Regions from separate parts of the Triticum aestivum genome. Here region 2 is linked to region 1. Evidence: chromatin contacts called from public Hi-C data. All regions are on one chromosome and are shown on one strand. Each heading gives the region's core, a stretch centred on a gene start, on an enhancer-like site or on the middle of the called end of the contact. The rest is flanking DNA. Distances are from core to core; before and after follow the strand shown.

Region 1 (4,315 bases), core at 992-3,491:
AGAGCCTGTGAATCTTGCCGTCGATCTTTGCTCCTTTTTGACTTCCTTTCGAGCACACAGAAAGCGGAATTTTTGAAAGTGTCGCTGTTCTTTGGCCACTTGCACATTCCACCGGATGCACGGTAGTACTACCAACAGGAAATTTAAACGAAAAAATTGGACTACATTAAAATAAGAATATATTCTTCACACAGGACAGTCGAAATAATTGCTTTTGTTGTCATGCAACGGGACCGTTGCACGGCGAAATAATTCCTTGCTCCCCTGATGCCGCGATGCGGGACGAAGGGTCCAAAGCCGGGAGATAAATTCGTTTTGTTTGCTTGCCGCTCCTGCTCATTCCTGGCCACCGTCTGCGTGCCATGCCAGCGCCATGTTTTTACTTGGCGGAAATAGGAGATTTCATTCCCGCTCCATTCTTTTCTTCAACGGTGTCTTTGCTAGCCACTGGCACCCTCGATTGATTTGACGCGAGCATGACATCTTGGCCGGCTGCGCGCAGCCTGATCTAATCTACTGCTGCGCGTAGTAGCATGCGACTTGGACTCGAGTAGCTGTTACTCCCGAAGATACAACTCCGAGCTAGCTTAGCTAGGTTTTCGCTTACCAGCGCCGCCCGAGCGAGGTAGCTGCATGGAGCTGGTGAGCACAGCACAGCACAGCACAGCACAGGCACTGCTCTACGTTACGTTACGTGAGATCATCACTGCCCGCAGGCATAATAAACCGACCCAGACGTGCATTGCATTGCATGCGTAGCTATCCACACACCGGGCAAAACCATGGGCACATCGAAACGTTCCAAACCGCACAGGTTTTTCTCTCTGTCTCTCTTTCTTCAGAACACCGAACCTCACAAGATGTATCTGCACAAAATGCGCAGCTACACTACGTACTTCCTCCGTCACAAAATAAATGACTCAACTTTATATTAACTTTATACTAAAACTAGTATAAAGTTGAGTCATTTATTTTTAGAGTGAGAGAGTATACGTTAATGGCGCTGCGCACAGAGCACTAAACCTGCCAGTCCCACATCAACCCGTTGCATTGTGCATCCGTCGTCCGGGCCGTACAGGGCTGGCTAGGTAGCCAGCCAGCTAGAGTACTCATAGTAGGCGTCGTACCTGTGTAGCCTATGCATGCGTGGCCAAACAAGGGAAGAAAGGCCGGGGCGAAACGAGTAAATCGGTGCGGGAACCAACCAAAAGGCTGGGCCTGAGCCTGAGCGATGCGTGACATGATTTGCCAAGGGAAGAGAATCCTGCGCCCAGAGATACTGCCACTGTGGGTATCCGTCTTCCCAGCGCCCACTCGCAGCACGTCGTACATTACGTACGTGCATACATACGCTGGCACTGTCGCGCCCACCCGCTGTCTCTCTGACCGGACCGGCGCGCCGCACATAACACACGTCGCTGTCTCCCGGTGGCGGAGTCAAAGGCTTTGGCCGGAGCCGTGGCCTCGGCCGCGCGTCTCATTCATTATGGCGAGGCGTGGTCACAGGCCTCGGCGTGGCCCGTGGGAGGGAGGTGTCGTAGGGTTCTGCCTGTGTTCTTCTTTATTTTCAGGTGGTAAAACGGACGGGGTATGGCATGGCATGGATGGATGGGGATCTGAGGGAGGTGCCTGGACTGGACCGGTGCATCCGGTTTGTCCCCTTCCATTTGGTGTTCCCTCGCCTCGCCTCGCCTCGACTCGGATGCACACTTGCAGCAAGCAGCAGCACCAACACTCCTCCACTCCAGTGAACTTGTTGTTCCTTCAAGCTGCTGTCCTGTCCTCCTGCTGTTCACACGAAATAACGATGGTTTGGCTGATTTTGCACATGAAAGAGCGTCGCTATTTTAGCGCAAAAAGAAGAGCGTTGTTGTTTTAGCGCAAAAGCATGTGTGTGTGAGACACACAGGGAGCTCCGGTTAGAATGAATTTTTCTTGAGGTGTTCGGAGAGTAGAGAGAGAGACAGAGAGATGTTGGCTGGCGATATAGGAGTAGATCCACATTGGGCTGGGAGGTGGTACGTACTCTATAATGGAGCAGTTGTCTTTTCCCTCGTAAAGAAACTTTGCAAAGCATGGCAGGCCTCTCTCCCTCCCCCTCTCTCTCTCTCTCTGGTACGTATATTGTGGCAGTACAATGTCTGGACTCAATAAATCATGCTAATGATAGTAATGATAGCTACGACCAGTGCTCCGCTAATCCTAGACAGACGCAACCGTAATTATCACACAGCCCCTGCACCTGCAGTATCCACACAGACAGACGCAAGCTCTAATAGCCTCTAGCCATGCAAAGGAGCGGCCACGGGGGAGCACGGCACAGGCAAGAAACCAAGGGGTAGAGCCGTAGAGCGGCGCCAAGGGCAACCAAGCTCCCACCACCACCAGTATAAAAACCTACTCCGGCCTTCTTGTCTTTTGCCATTCCAAGGTAGAAGAACAAGGGCAGCTTCGAGAGGGAGGCGAGACAGGAGAAGGAGAAGGAGGAGGAGATGGGGAGCAGCGCCAAGAAGCAGGAAGCCGTGAGGCGGTACGTCAGATCCCGGGCTCCCAGGATGCAATGGACGGCCGAGCTCCACCGCAGCTTCCTGCAGGCCATAGAGTGCCTCGGTGGAGAACACAGTGAGTTCCTTCCTCTCTTCTTCTTCTTCTTCCTCAAACATATTCCTTTCCAAAGATTAGTTGCTCCTTTACTTCTTCTTATTCTTTCGGTTTGTTTTGTTTCTCCCCGCATCCATTTTCTCTTCTCGTTCTACACCGGATGTCTGCTGTGTTTGTACATGAATGATGAATCTAGTTTCTTGCCATGTCTGTTCTGTTACTAGTTTTGCACTAGCCAGGTTCCTTGTAGCTGCCTGATGTGTTGTTTGTCTCCTTTTAATCTCTTTAGAATCCTTACTAATTGTGACCTGGGCGGGGCGTTGTTAATTTCAGATGCCACTCCTAAGCTGGTTCTCAAGGTCATGGGTGTGAAGGAGCTTACCATATCCCATGTCAAGAGCCATCTGCAGGTTATTTTCTTCACTCGCCTCGCCTGCACCCATCACTCTTGCAATTATATTGTGTGAACTATATTCTTCCGTGCGGAGGAGCCTGCAAAGTAATACAAAGACTGACTGCTCCACGTTTGTTCCTTCTTTTGAACAGATGTACAGAGGCCCGAGCACTCGCAAGGCCAAGAGAGGTGAGAGCTGAAGCTCTGCCCTTTCAATATTCATGCATTTTTCTTTACTTCTTTTTTTGTGAAAAATCTTTCTTTACTTAATCAGTCTCGGAAGTCATAGGTTTTACCTCCTTGTTTCTTGGGGATAAGAGATGAGGCCCTATATATTCTTGTTATAAATTAGTTTGTCAACGCAACTTTAGCCTAGTTCCATTGTCTTTTTTTACAATCTTCCGAACCAAAGTTCACCTCCAAAACAATAGTACTGTAGAATGTTACACCACGAATAGTACTAGTACTAGCAGTGTTCATTTTCTTTAATTAAACATCAGATCAGATCGCCTCAAGGTCTGCGTGAGGCAACTCATTCGGTATTCATTGCCAAGCCTAGACACATCTGCAGCATGCTTATCACACCCGGCAACTAACCACTCATCGCTTCATCATGCATGCAAATGCTCTGCTCTGCTCCAAAAGCTAGGAACAAAAAAAAGTTAATCTGCATGAGATTTTTTCCCTGTGCACACTTTAGATGTTGCTAATGGAAAGCCAAACCCCTTTCTTTTTTCCAGAGGCGCAACCAGGGCTGCAAAGGAGGCACTCATGTGCCGCTGATGAGCAAGGAGGAGCCCCCTTCATGTGCCCACCTCTGAAAAGGTTTGTGCTAGCTGCAACATTTTCAAACTTTGAAACTGAGATGCGTTCAAGTTAAAAAAGACAAAGCTTTTTGGTGTCCTAATCTTGACAAGAGAGCACCTTTTCCTCCGGGGTCTTTGAAAAACACAGGGCGAGGACGGGGGCGGGGACAGAGGCCGCGGGCGAAGGCATGCAAGGCGGCCAAAGCCAAGGAATCAGTGGGATGAAGACCAGCGGCGCTGTCAACCCGTACTGCATTGATGATTACTACATGCAAGCCATGGCCATGGAGAGGAGAATAATGGAGGGCCTCAGCGGCTGGCAGAGGGATGCTGCTGCTGCGGCTGCTGTTTCCGACCTCCGGACCGTGGGATGCTTGGAGCAAGGATCCGGCGACTTTAAGGTACGCATCTGCTGCAAAAGTAGCCACGGTAAACATTGGGAAAGTTGGTCTCAAGAAGAAATGTCTTCTTTTGTCTTCAATTATTTCACGCACTTGTTATTTTTATCTCCCTT
Region 2 (4,018 bases), core at 177-2,676, 190 kb before region 1:
GTTTCGTTGCGGTTTGCTCCTTTTTTTTAGAAGAAACTTCCGTTGCATTTTGCTACGAGCAACAACTGAGAGGGAGATACGGATTCTCAATTTATTGGAGTTCAGCAGCAAAAGAGCAAGTAGCGTGCTCCTTGCATTGACATGGTCTCTCGGCTTGCTCTCTCTCTCTCTCTCGGCAATTTCTTTTTTGAGTGGTTGGCTTGCTCTTTCCTTTTTATTTTTTGAGGTTTTTTAGTTTAATTTTTGAGGTGAAGCATGCTCTTTCCAGCTCATCCATGCTTCTCGCCAGCAAAAAAGTTCCGACCCCGCCGTGATGGCCCACCAACACGGGAGCTCCTATGCAGCGCTGCAGGCGCCAGCTGGCGCTCACAGCCACCTGCTTGTGGGCCGGTCCATGTTGCGAGTGCTCGATCGCCATGCCCTGGTCGCTCGCTCGAGCGTTCTTTCACTTGTTGCTAAAAAAAGAGCGTTGTTTCACCTCAGTTGAGTTTTAAAAACCAAAAAAAATAGTTAAAATTCGCAAAAATGAAAAATTCGAGAAATCCAAAAATACAAAAATCTTGAAATACAAAAAAGTTCACGAAAGTGAAAAATCGTTCATAAATTTGGATAAAAGGTTCACGGTGATCTGAAAAAAGGTTCAATTTTTTTTAAAAGTTCATGGATTTTCAAAATTAGTTCACAAATTTGAAGAAAGCTTATCAATTTTGAAAAGAAAGTTCATAATGTGAATAAAGGTCATCAATTTTGAAAAAAAAAATCAAATCTCAAAAAACATTGATTTGAAAAAAAGGTTTATCAAATTTCAAAAAAGTTCATCGAATTTCAAAAAATGGTTCATCGAATTCATAAAAGGTTCACAAATTGGTAAAATTGCGAAACTGAAAAAAGTTCGTGCATATATCATTTATCAAAAAGTGTAAAAATAAAGAAAGAAAAAAATGTAAAAATAAAAAACCGAGCAAAATCGTTCGAAAAAAACAGTGACTAAACCAACACAAAAGAAGGTAATCATCATGTTGGAAGCAGGTGGCTGGGTGGTTATCGTGGCGTACTTGAAACCAGCACGTCGTTGGTTCGAATCACACCTAGCTCACAGTTTTTTGCGATTTATCAAATGAGAAAAACAATAATTGGGCTGGCCCAGCTCACCGGAGGTAGTGTGCGTTGCAGGCGCGAGTTAACGAAATGCACATTAACCGGGGCCCACCAACACACACACACATATAGGAACTGATTAACCGGTCACAGTTTTTTGCGATTTATCAAATGAGAAAAACAATAATTGGGCTGGCCCAGCTCACCGGAGGTAGTGTGCGTTGCAGGCGCGAGTTAACGAAATGCACATTAACCGGGGCCCACCAACACACACACACATATAGGAACTGATTAGGCCCGCTTACACGAAGAGGCCCATGATTCTCTTTGTGGCCATCCCGCACGAAATGCTGTGTCGGTCCAAGTGCAATGAAGGTCCACAATGCGCGCGGTAGAAGTGTCATTCTTTTACATCAAAGTATTCTTTATTGCAGTTCTTTAAAGTATTCTTTGTTGCAAGATGATCATCATATTATCTTTTACAATAGTATCAACAATCTCTATGGATGGAGCTTCCATTCACCCCGCACACACTTTACTTCTAGCTAGTTTGACAAAATCATGGCAGCACAATTAGTCTCTCTAGTAGCATGCTAAAAAATAATATGCGGGAATCACATGCAAGGTGATATATATCATCAAACACTGTCGCTGATACACCGAAAGGGCGACCTCAAATTTTCATTGTCTCTATCACCTTGATGTTGTGGGAATTCGTCTCTATGCGGTTACACACGACTGTAGTTGCCAAATTGATATCAAACCGTAAGGCCAGTGCCTCAGCCATAAGCGCATCTCCGCACCAATCGATTTCCCGTTCCCTGTTGTGACAAATCTGTCATTCGAGTTTCTGATGACAACGACATACGAGCACTTGAGTAAGTCTCGGTCAAAAGCCCCATCCACGGTTAGCTTCACATAGTTTCTCCTTGGTATGTCCCAGCCAGGTCGCTTGATCGTCGCCTTTGCATCACTCGCCATAGTATAGTTAGCAACCAGAGCTCTGATTGCCATTGCTATGAACTTAGGTTCTTGGACCTTTTCATTATGCACTTACTTTCTACTCTCCCACCATAAACACCTGGAAATAGTAGCAATTGCTTCCGTTGAATTTTCCATACCGAGGACCACACATTCTTCAGCTGGTTTTAGCCATAAATATTCTAGCACACCTTCTCCGACATGATCCACGGTGCATGCTTTATCAATGGCAAAGTCCAAACACAGTAACCGCCATACCGCTTTAGCTTTTGCACAAGTGACTAACAGTTTCTTGGTATCCTCTGCTCCTATACCGTATGTAGGACATTGTCCACTGACAATTATATGTCTGCTAGCCAAAGTAACTCGACATGGTAGCGATCCTAACAAAGTTCGCCAGAGGAGAATTTTAACCTTGACAGGACATCTTAAACTCCAGATCGTCCCTCATATTGGTGAATTCTGTCAGGGTCTGGCTATATTTTCTCCTGATATTTTATATCCATATTGTGTTGGGGAACACAGTATTTCAAAAAATTTACCTACGATCACGCAAGATCTATCTATGTGATGCATAGCAACGAGCGGGAGAGTGTGTCCACGTACCCTCGTAGACCGAAAGCGGAAGCGTTAAGTAACACGGTTGATGTAATCGAACGTCTTCGCGATCCAACCGATCAAGTACCGAACGCACGGCACCTCCGCGATCTGCACACGTTCAGCTCAGTGACGTCCCTCGTACTCTTGATCCAGCTGAGGCCGAGGGAGAGTTTCGTCAGCACGACAGTGTGATGACGGTGATGATGAAGTTACCGACGCAGGGCTTCGCCTAAGCACTACAACGATATGACCGAGGTGGATATCTGTGGAGGGGGGCACCGCACACGGCTAAGACAACTGTCAACTTGTGGGTCTATGGGGTGCCCCCCTCCCCCGTATATAAAGGAGCAAGGGGGAGGCTGGCCGGCCCTCATAGGGCGCTCCCAACGGGGGCAATCCTACTCCAAGTAGGAGTTGGATCCCCCCTTTTCCTAGTCCTACTAGGAGAAGAAGGAAGGAGTGGGGAAAGAGAAGGAAGGAGGGGGTGCCGCCCCTCCCCCTAGTCCAATGCGGACTAGGCCCATGGGAGGGGCGCGCGGCCAGCCCTTGGCTGCCCCTCTCTCTCCCCTAGGCCCAATAAGGCCTGTTACTTCTCCAGTGGTTCCGATAACCCTTCCGGCACTCCGATATTTATCCGGTGACCCCCGGAACTCATCCGGTGTCTGAATAACATCGTCCAATATATCATTCTTTATGTCTTGACCATTTCGAGACTCCTCGTCATATTCGTGATCACATCCGGGACTCCGAAATACCTTCGGTACATCAAAACACACAAACTCATAATACCGATCGTCATCGAACGTTAAGCGTGCGGACCCTACGGGTTCGAGAACTATGTAGACATGACCGAGACTCATCTCCGGTCAATAACCTATAGCGGAACCTGGATTCTCATATTGGCTCCCACATATTCTACGAAGATCTTTATCGGTCAAACGGCATAACAACATACGTTGTTCCCTTTGTCATCGGTATGTTACTTGCCCGAGATTCGATCGTCGGTATCTCAATACCTAGTTCAATCTTGTTACCAACAAGTCTCTTTACTCGTTCCGTAATGCATCATCCCGTAACTAACTCATTAGTCACATTGCTTGCAAGGCTTATAGTGATGTGCATTACCGAGAGGGCCCAGAGATACCTCTCCGACAATCGGAGTGACAAATCCTAATCTCGATCTATGCCAACTCAACAAACACCATCGGAGACACCTGTAGAGCATCTTTATAATCACCCAGTTACGTTGTGACGTTTGATAGCACACTAAGTGTTCCTCCGGTATTCGGGAGTTGCATAATCTCATAGTCAGAGGAACATGTATAAGTCATGAAGAAAG

What was found. Hi-C and Micro-C count contacts between places; a contact is called where the count stands out from the background.
Region 2: a Hi-C map of leaf shows a contact between it and region 1, with 2.7 times the contacts expected there. The contact joins the enhancer-like site here to the promoter of LOC123054154 in region 1. A contact is called at or near these places in 2 of 5 Hi-C or Micro-C datasets (leaf and an unstated tissue).

The regions. Positions count from the first base shown.
Region 1 is chr2D:515,215,339-515,219,653 of IWGSC CS RefSeq v2.1, reverse strand. LOC123054154 (myb family transcription factor MOF1) reads left to right here and starts at 2,241. Exons shown (of 6, transcript XM_044477853.1): 1 at 2,241-2,622; 2 at 2,935-3,011; 3 at 3,148-3,184; 4 at 3,736-3,820; 5 at 3,950-4,202. The coding sequence starts at 2,493.
Region 2 is chr2D:515,403,484-515,407,501 of IWGSC CS RefSeq v2.1, reverse strand. No RefSeq gene overlaps it. Among protein-coding and RNA genes, the nearest start is that of LOC123054155, 150 kb to the left of the region's middle. Within about 2 kb of position 1,426, at least 5 of the 8 cell types and tissues checked have an H3K27ac peak or open chromatin away from gene starts, as enhancers often do.